Linked DNA regions of Mus musculus: region 2 is linked to region 1. A link is a contact called in public Hi-C data. All regions are on one chromosome and are shown on one strand. Each heading gives the region's core, a stretch centred on a gene start, on an enhancer-like site or on the middle of the called end of the contact. The rest is flanking DNA. Distances are from core to core; before and after follow the strand shown.

The links. Hi-C and Micro-C count contacts between places; a contact is called where the count stands out from the background.
Region 2: a contact with region 1 is called in a Hi-C map of cortical glia, with 4 times the contacts expected there. The contact joins two enhancer-like sites. A contact is called at or near these places in 6 of 39 promoter capture datasets (the 3T3-L1 cell line, the C10 cell line, embryonic stem cells and 3 more), 10 of 15 datasets of contacts at CTCF or cohesin (CD8 T cells, the G1E-ER4 cell line, the NIH/3T3 cell line and 4 more), 246 of 484 Hi-C or Micro-C datasets (the 3T3-L1 cell line, 3T3-L1-derived adipocytes, the 63-12 cell line and 132 more), 38 of 115 datasets of contacts at active chromatin or transcription factors (the 230-238 cell line, the HPC-7 cell line, the NIH/3T3 cell line and 30 more) and 4 of 9 other capture datasets (adipose tissue, embryonic stem cells, embryonic tail and 1 more).

Annotation. Positions count from the first base shown.
Region 1 is chr4:106,230,723-106,234,542 of GRCm38.p6, reverse strand. No RefSeq gene overlaps it. Among named protein-coding and RNA genes, the nearest start is that of Gm12724, 4.5 kb to the left of the region's middle. Within about 2 kb of position 1,877, at least 86 of the 459 cell types and tissues checked have an H3K27ac peak or open chromatin away from gene starts, as enhancers often do. A contact at or near this core is called in cortical glia and neural stem cells, where this site is marked.
Region 2 is chr4:106,377,322-106,381,141 of GRCm38.p6, reverse strand. Usp24 (ubiquitin specific peptidase 24) reads right to left here. Exons shown (of 68, transcript NM_183225.2): 25 at 3,747-3,813; 26 at 3,523-3,633; 27 at 2,005-2,103; 28 at 1,740-1,913; 29 at 988-1,073; 30 at 621-714. Among named protein-coding and RNA genes, the nearest start is that of Gm40218, 55 kb to the right of the region's middle. Within about 2 kb of position 2,076, at least 18 of the 459 cell types and tissues checked have an H3K27ac peak or open chromatin away from gene starts, as enhancers often do. A contact at or near this core is called in cortical glia and neural stem cells, where this site is marked.

The DNA.
Region 1 (3,820 bases), core at 628-3,127:
TATAGATGGTTGTGAGCCACCATGTGGTTGCTGGGAATTGAACTCAGGACCTCTGGAACAGCAGTCTGTGCTCTAAACCACTGAGCCATCTCTCCAGCCCAAAGCTATGTGGCACCTCGCCTAGCTGCAGAGCCATCTTAAGTTTGTTTCCTATTCAGCCCCTTTCCCACCTCTATGCACAGAGAGAAGGGGAGCAGAGGGTGAGAGAGGTTTGACTTTGATTTTCAGTTTTGCTAGAAAGAATGCAGAATAATAAGGAACAGAATGTCTACTCCATCATCTCAGAAGGAGGCATCATCTATATGTATTTCAAGGCAGGGTTTCTCTGTGTAGTCTTGGCTGTCCTGGAGCTCACTCTGTAGACAAGGCTGGCCTCGAACTCAGAAATCCGCCTGCCTCTGCCTCCCAAGTGCTGGGGTTAAAGGCATGAGCCACCATTGCTTGGTCATATTTTTAGGGTTTTTATTACAATTACTTATTTACTCTGTGTGTGTGTGTGTGTGCGTGTGCGTGTGTGTGTGTGTGTAGGTGCGTACACCTGTAAAGGCCAGAGGATAACTTGTGGGTATCAGTTTTCTCCTTCCATCCTTCCACCAAGTGGGTCCTGGGGATTGAACACAGTTTGTCGGTCTTAGTGGCAAGTGCCTTTATCTGCTGAACCACATCACCAGCCCTGCATATATTTTTATAAAGGTTAACATATGGGGTGTGGGTAATCCATGAAGACTATGTGATACCTGAGCCCAATGCTATGGACTCTTTGGAGAAGAGAAAACCATGAAGACAGAAGAAAAACGGCTTCTAGGGATTGGGATATAGGAAGAGAAGAAAAGATGAATAGAGGAACCAAAAGGCATTTTTTAGGGCAGGGAAACAATCTCATGTATCGCTACAATGGTAGCCACAGCTTACTATACTTGCCACACCTAAGTGTACGTACGTTATGAAGAATGAGTCCTCATGTGTGCTCCAGAGTTTGGGTGATGGCATTGTGTCTACACTGATTCAGCCAACAAAGGAAGCACTCTAATGAGAGGTTGAGTGGGGGTAGACTGACTGTGTGTGTGTTACGGGAGCTACTTCAGCTCAAGTGTTGCTATGCAACTAAACTTCCTCTACCAAGTAAAGTCCATTTCTACGGCGATGGTACCTGGATCTGCATGACATAAAGAGGTGCTCTTACCGGTGACCCCATCACTGCCCTTCAGCTCAGACTCATACTGCCTGCATTCCTATTCAACTGCCTCTTGGTTCTCATCCTGTGACACACTAGTGGCCGTGTTGCCCATGCCCAAGACTGTTCTAGAGTTATTCAAGTTTTATGTACTGTCTCTCTCCTTAGTGCCTTAGTGGGTTTTGAACTTGGAGCCAGACAGGCTTGAGTGGGGGATTTTCCTATGTCTCATTTTCCTTATCTGCACTGAAACGGGGATCTGGGGAAGACAGTGAGATAGCTCAGCAGGTAAGCACTCACCCCAGAAGCCTGATTGACTTGGAACTCTTAACATAATAGTTCGCCTTCCCTTCTTTCCCTCACATGGCTTAGAGGAAGTGGACTCTGGGAAAGCCAGAGACTCCATTTAGTAACAAGAGATGAGGGGAAGAGATTGGGAGGGAGAGAGGCGGAACACCAGCGCCCTTCTCACACTGCCTCACATCTGGAGAGCTGTTGACTTCCTGGGTCCTCCTCGTGGAGCGTGGAGGAGGATGTTATCTTTCAAGTGACAGGGGCCTCTGTTTCCGATTCTCACAGGCTAGCTGAATGTCCGTTGCATCAGGCAGAGAGAGCTGCCCAGATCTGACACTAACTCCTTGTGGAAGAGGCTGGCAGGCCCACCAGGCCAGCGGGGCAGCCTGCAGGGCAGTGATACTGAATGAATTTAGTGCCTGTGAAGGAGGCCGGATCGGCAGGCCCTGGGACAAACTGCCTCTTTGTTCTCAGTACACCCCCTAGACAAACAGTGCCAGTTTTCTTCTGGGCCCTAGCCACACTCAGCTGTGAGGAGAGGAGCAAGAAGCTCTGTTGATTTCAGCCCTTGAAGGGATCCATTTATTTGTGTCTTGGAGACCCACTGGCAGCCTGCAGGCTTCGGGGATGAGGTCTTAAGCTAACACTTGCCAAGTTACCAACTTCAAACACTTTTTACTGTAGCCTACAGTGAGAAAAAATGTTTTACACCTTGAACCAGTGACACAGGCACATCACATGCACACACACACACACACACACACACACACACTTTTCATGTTTAGAATATGAAATGGGGCCAGCAGGATGGCTCAGTGGTTAGAGTGCCTACTTCATAAGCATGAGGACCTAAATTCAGAACCCCAAAGTCACCCAAAAATCAGGCATGAGGGCAGGCAGCTGTAATCCCAGCATCTCGTGAGGGCTGACGCAGGAGCTGGAGGGAAGGGTGTTCTCTGGCCTGGCAGCCTAACCAAAATTAGAGCTCCTGGTTCAAAGGGAGACCCTGCCTGAAAAAATAAGGTGGAATGGAGACTCCAGGGTAATAGCATTGTCCAGAAATGGCACAGTCGATGAGCATATGAACCCATGGAGACTGTGCCAGCACGCACAAGACCCTCACATGTTCGACCCAGACAAAATCCCAGCCTAAGGAAGGAGAAGTGGGCACAAAGCACCACGACTGGCCAAGAAGCTGTTTGCAAGGGGTAAGTGATGGGGGAAGACAGATTGGTTCTCTCCAGTGGAGGGACACATCAACCACAGTTCAGGGCAAGCCCCACGCTCAGGAGAAGTTGGCCAACACAAAATGAACTCTGTGATTTTTGTGTGGGTTTGTTTGTTTTGTTTTGAGAGAGAAAGAACATGAAGGTAGGTGGGTAGGGAGGTGGGTATCTGTAAGGAGTTGGAATGTGGGAAAATACATTGTATGAAACATTTTCAATTAAAAAGATTTTATGGTGATAGAATATACCTACTGTTGAGCTCTCTGGCTCCACATACACACATTCACACATGTACACACTCACATATAAGCACACACTTACCCACATGCACACACACCTACACACACAGGCACACACTCACACACAGGCACACACTTACACAATGCACACACATCTACACACATGCACACATGCCTACACATTCACATAAGCCTACACACACACATTCACCCAACATGCACACACTCACACACAGGTACACACTCACACACATGCACCCCCCCACTCACCCATTCACCCTCATGTACACACTCAAACACACACACAAACACACATTCAAACACAGACACACACACACATGCACACACCCACCCTCATGTACATACTCAAACACACACACACACACACACACACACACACACACACACACACACACACACTGTCTTTGAAAAGGCAGATATTGCCAGGAATGGTGGTACACACCTTTAATCCTCGCACTTGGGAGGCAGAAGTAGGAAAATCTCTATTGAGTTCCAGGCTAACCTGATCTACATAGAGAGTTCCAGGATAATTAAGGCTACATAGAGAGACCCCACCTCAAAAATAAAGATTAAAAAATAAAATAAATAAATAAAAAAGACATTGTATAGGAACATATTCTTCACCTACACTTTAAAATATTCTAATTTTTATGAAAAATTTACCAATCCTTTTGTCAACTAATGAAAACTTTTTACCATTGTCCAGTTCTAAGAAAAGCTCTTCATTGATCTATTGGAACAAACTAACTCGAGAAATTGAAATTGTCTGGAAATTACCCTTCTAGTTGAAACTTGAATATTGTTTCCCTTGAAGTCCAAATCAGCAAAAAGTCTACGTCTCATGCATAAAGATGATTATTTGTTTA
Region 2 (3,820 bases), core at 827-3,326, 150 kb before region 1:
CCAGATCCTTCCTTAGGCCCTTAGCTAGTACAGGTAGCGTCTCTCAAGAACCCATCTTCTTGGAGGAAATGACAGGTATCCTGAGTTGAGTTTCAGTGTAATTACATTTCTTTGTGCACTGGGAGATTATATTACACCAGGAAACGTTTTTTTTTTTTCCAAATTAGACTGTTTAATTTTGTTGGCAATAAATCACCTGGCATCAGACTTCCTGGGGTCTAACACGGGTTGATGAAATTAATCCAAGTTTTCATTCTCACCTCTTAGTGCTTTACTCCATAGCCTGATGCCTGTGGAGGCCCTCTCAGCATCGAGAAGGCAAGCATCTCAATGCATCAGGACTGCCTGACCCCTGAATAGAAAGTATGTCTCTTTGGGCGTCAGCCTCCCCTTTTATACCAGGAGCACAGAGAAGACAATCTCATAATTGGATCTGTTTGGACTTTTTACAAAGTAACACAAGGATCTGGTTTTAGCTTATGGCAAGGGTATTTTTCAAAAAAGAGAAAGTATTATAGAAAGATGATATCATAATGACCTTCATAGGATTCAGGTAATGTTTCAATGAGTCATGTCACAAAAGTTCAAGCTAGGTAAGCAACTATTAAAAACATGAATACCTTTCTGCCTAAAGAATCCAGCTGGTCAAGGGCTTCCTGAATGGCTGGGTCAGTGGGTATCAAGAGCAGAAGCTTCCGCACTCGTAGAGTTATCCTGAGAAAATTTCAAAAATAAAGTAAGTTTCTTTAATTTCTTTCATATAAGCTATATGGTCTTCTAGTATAAATTTATGTACTACTATGAAATAAATTTAGTATATATATACATATATATATATATATGTGTGTGTGTGTGTGTGTGTGTGTGTGTGTATATATATTAGATATATATTTTAGATATATAATGAAATATATATTTCAAGTAAGATTTGCTTGGCTCATTAACTTTAATAACTTGCTTTCAAGCCTCACAAATCCATGCCTTTACCTTGGCTCCTCCAGGTTGGCAAGTTGGTACAGCATGTCAAACACATTACATACAAGTGCCATCACCACACCAGGGAGAGATTTCTCCTGAGGGAAAAACATTAAACATAAATATATACTAGCAAAGGAATTTTCTTTTTCTAACCAAACTTACAAACAGTACTTGTACAAAGTTTGGGGGTGACTACAGAACGGAGTGAAGGTCACTGCCTATCTCTACTTTCCAAGTGACAGGGATATAAACATGTACCACCATTCCCTACTTTTTATGCAGATGCTAGGGACTGAACTCAGCTTCTCATGGCTGTATGAGGAGCACTTTTCTCAATGCTCTACCTTCCCTGCCTCTAAAGCACTAAGAGAGCACAGCACATCTGAGTACTGAAGGAGGACCCAGTGGAGAGATAAACAACAGCAGATCCAGGGAGAAAGACTTATGAGAGGTCAGCAGGAGGTCAGACAGGAGGTCAGCAGGAGGTCAGCAGGAGGTCAGACAGGAGGTCAGCAGGAGGTCAGACAGGAGGTCAGACAGGAGGTCAGCAGGAGGTCAGACAGGAGGTCAGCAGGAGGTCAGCAGGAGGTCAGACAGGAGGTCAGACAGGAGGACATCCCAAGACTAAGACTGGGAAACTGTATCTTTTCTGCTCCAAGTAAGTTCTCAATTACACAGCTTCTTTATCCAGATCTTTGTGATCACTCAAAGCTGTACAGGCTGAAGGCAGAAAGGCAGCAGCTGTAAATCCCTTTTCCTACCTGTTCCATGGCGTAGGACGAACTGAAGGCCCCACTGCTGCTGCTGCTGGAGCTGGTGGAGGAATCTGCAGAGCTCCCCGAGGGGGTCCCACTGCCAGAAGTCTTCACGGTAAGAACTTGTTCATCAGAGAACCCCAGTTGGTGGAGGAGCTTTTGATCTTTATTTACAGTCAGCTGCAAAAGGTTGTTTCTTAGTTACTGAGAGTACAAGAGGAGGAACTATTCAACCTGGGCCAACAGGCCAACAAGTGTTCTTTAAACCCACCAGACTATCGTTCGTAAATATCTGTATGTTGTCCACAGGAGAGCACAGCTGTTTGGCTATCTTCCAGCGGACGCTGCCTATCGTCTCATTACTGTGAGCCTAGAAAATAAAGTGCAACACTGGTGTGAGTGAACTCATGTGCTTGCTGCACTCATCGCTCTCTGGAGAGCAGTCAGTGCTCGGAACTGCCGGGTCTTCCCTCCAGCCTTTTGCTCAGCATCTGCTGTGTGCTGGACCCTTTGTTCAGCAGCTGCTATGTGCCGGACCCTTTGCTCAGCAGCTGCTATGTGCCGGACCCTTTGCTCAGCATCTGCTGTGTGCTGGACCCTTTGCTCAGCAGCTGCTATGTGCTGGACCCTTTGCTCAGCATCTGCTATGTGCTGGACCCTTTGCTCAGCATCTGCGATGTGCTGGACCCTTTGCTCAGCATCTGCTATGTGCCGGACCCTTTGCTCAGCATCTGCGATGTGCTGGACCCTTTGCTCAGCATCTGCTGTGTGCTGGACCCTTTGCTCAGCATCTGCGATGTGCTGGACCCTTTGCTCAGCATCTGCGATGTGCTGGACCCTTTGCTCAGCATCTGCGATGTGCTGGACCCTTTGCTCAGCATCTGCTATGTGCTGGACCCTTTGCTCAGCATCTGCTATGTGCTGGACCCTTTGCTCAGCATCTGCGATGTGCTGGACCCTTTGCTCAGCATCTGCTATGTGCTGGACCCTTTGCTCAGCAGCTGCGATGTGCTGGACCCTTTGCTGCAAACTAGGAAGACAGCAGCCTTCTCAAGAGCTCCCGCTCTTGGGTGGTCCCCTATACAGTGCTAAGTGCTTTATGCCATTCCCTGGAAGTCACGTCTATCCCCACCCTCTCTCAAGAGCCACCTTGTGGGCTTTTATACCTGCTGCTCTCTATCTGAAAAGACTGTACTAATAAAAGCGATTGCTCTGTTGCTTTTCAAATCCCTGCTTGAACATGAGCCATCTCAGGGGTCCATCTTGATCCAAGATATTTCATGAATATCATCACCTTCAACCCACTTATTATCCTTTACTATTACTTACTCTTTAGAACACACATCTTCACTTGGCACTGTGTTTTTATATCTGTTTATATTCCAAGCTTTCCTTTCCTTTCAGGCTTACTTTATTTTATGTTTGTATGTGGGTGTTGTATGAGTATATGTATTCATGAGTGTGAAAACCAGAGACTGATGTCAAGTGCCTTTTTCTACTGTTCTCCACCTTACTTTTTGAGACACTCATTGAACCTAGAGTTCACTGAATGGCTAAATAACCTCTATCAATCTCCCTGGACCCTGTCCCCAGCCCTAGGATTGTAAGTACATACTACCATGCCCAGCGTGTCACCTGGGTGCTAGCGATCCAAGCAGGTCCTCATGCTTGCTCCCAGAGATCTCAGTCTTTATTTTCCATTTATTTATCAGGTATCATTGGGAACCATCATTTATCTCCACCAACATCGTTCTTATGAAAATAGGTGTAGATATTAATGCAAACTTACCTCTACAGTGAAGGTATCTTTGGTAGACTCGTAGGTAACATTAAGAGTTAAAAGATGTCCATGAAATGAGGCACCATGAGGTAGAATAGTTCGTGGGACAGAGTAGAAGTCCTTGGAAGAGATAAGGCAGCAGAGTGAGACAGTGAGGCACGACTGCACATGAAGCCCATGCTTCGCCACCTCTCCCAGCACCGTGAGTACCACTGCTCTAAGAGAGGCCATACCTCTATTGTGATCACGTAGCGCTCCGCCAGAAGCAGCAGTCTCTCGATTATCACAAGTTTTGTTGATCTGTAAG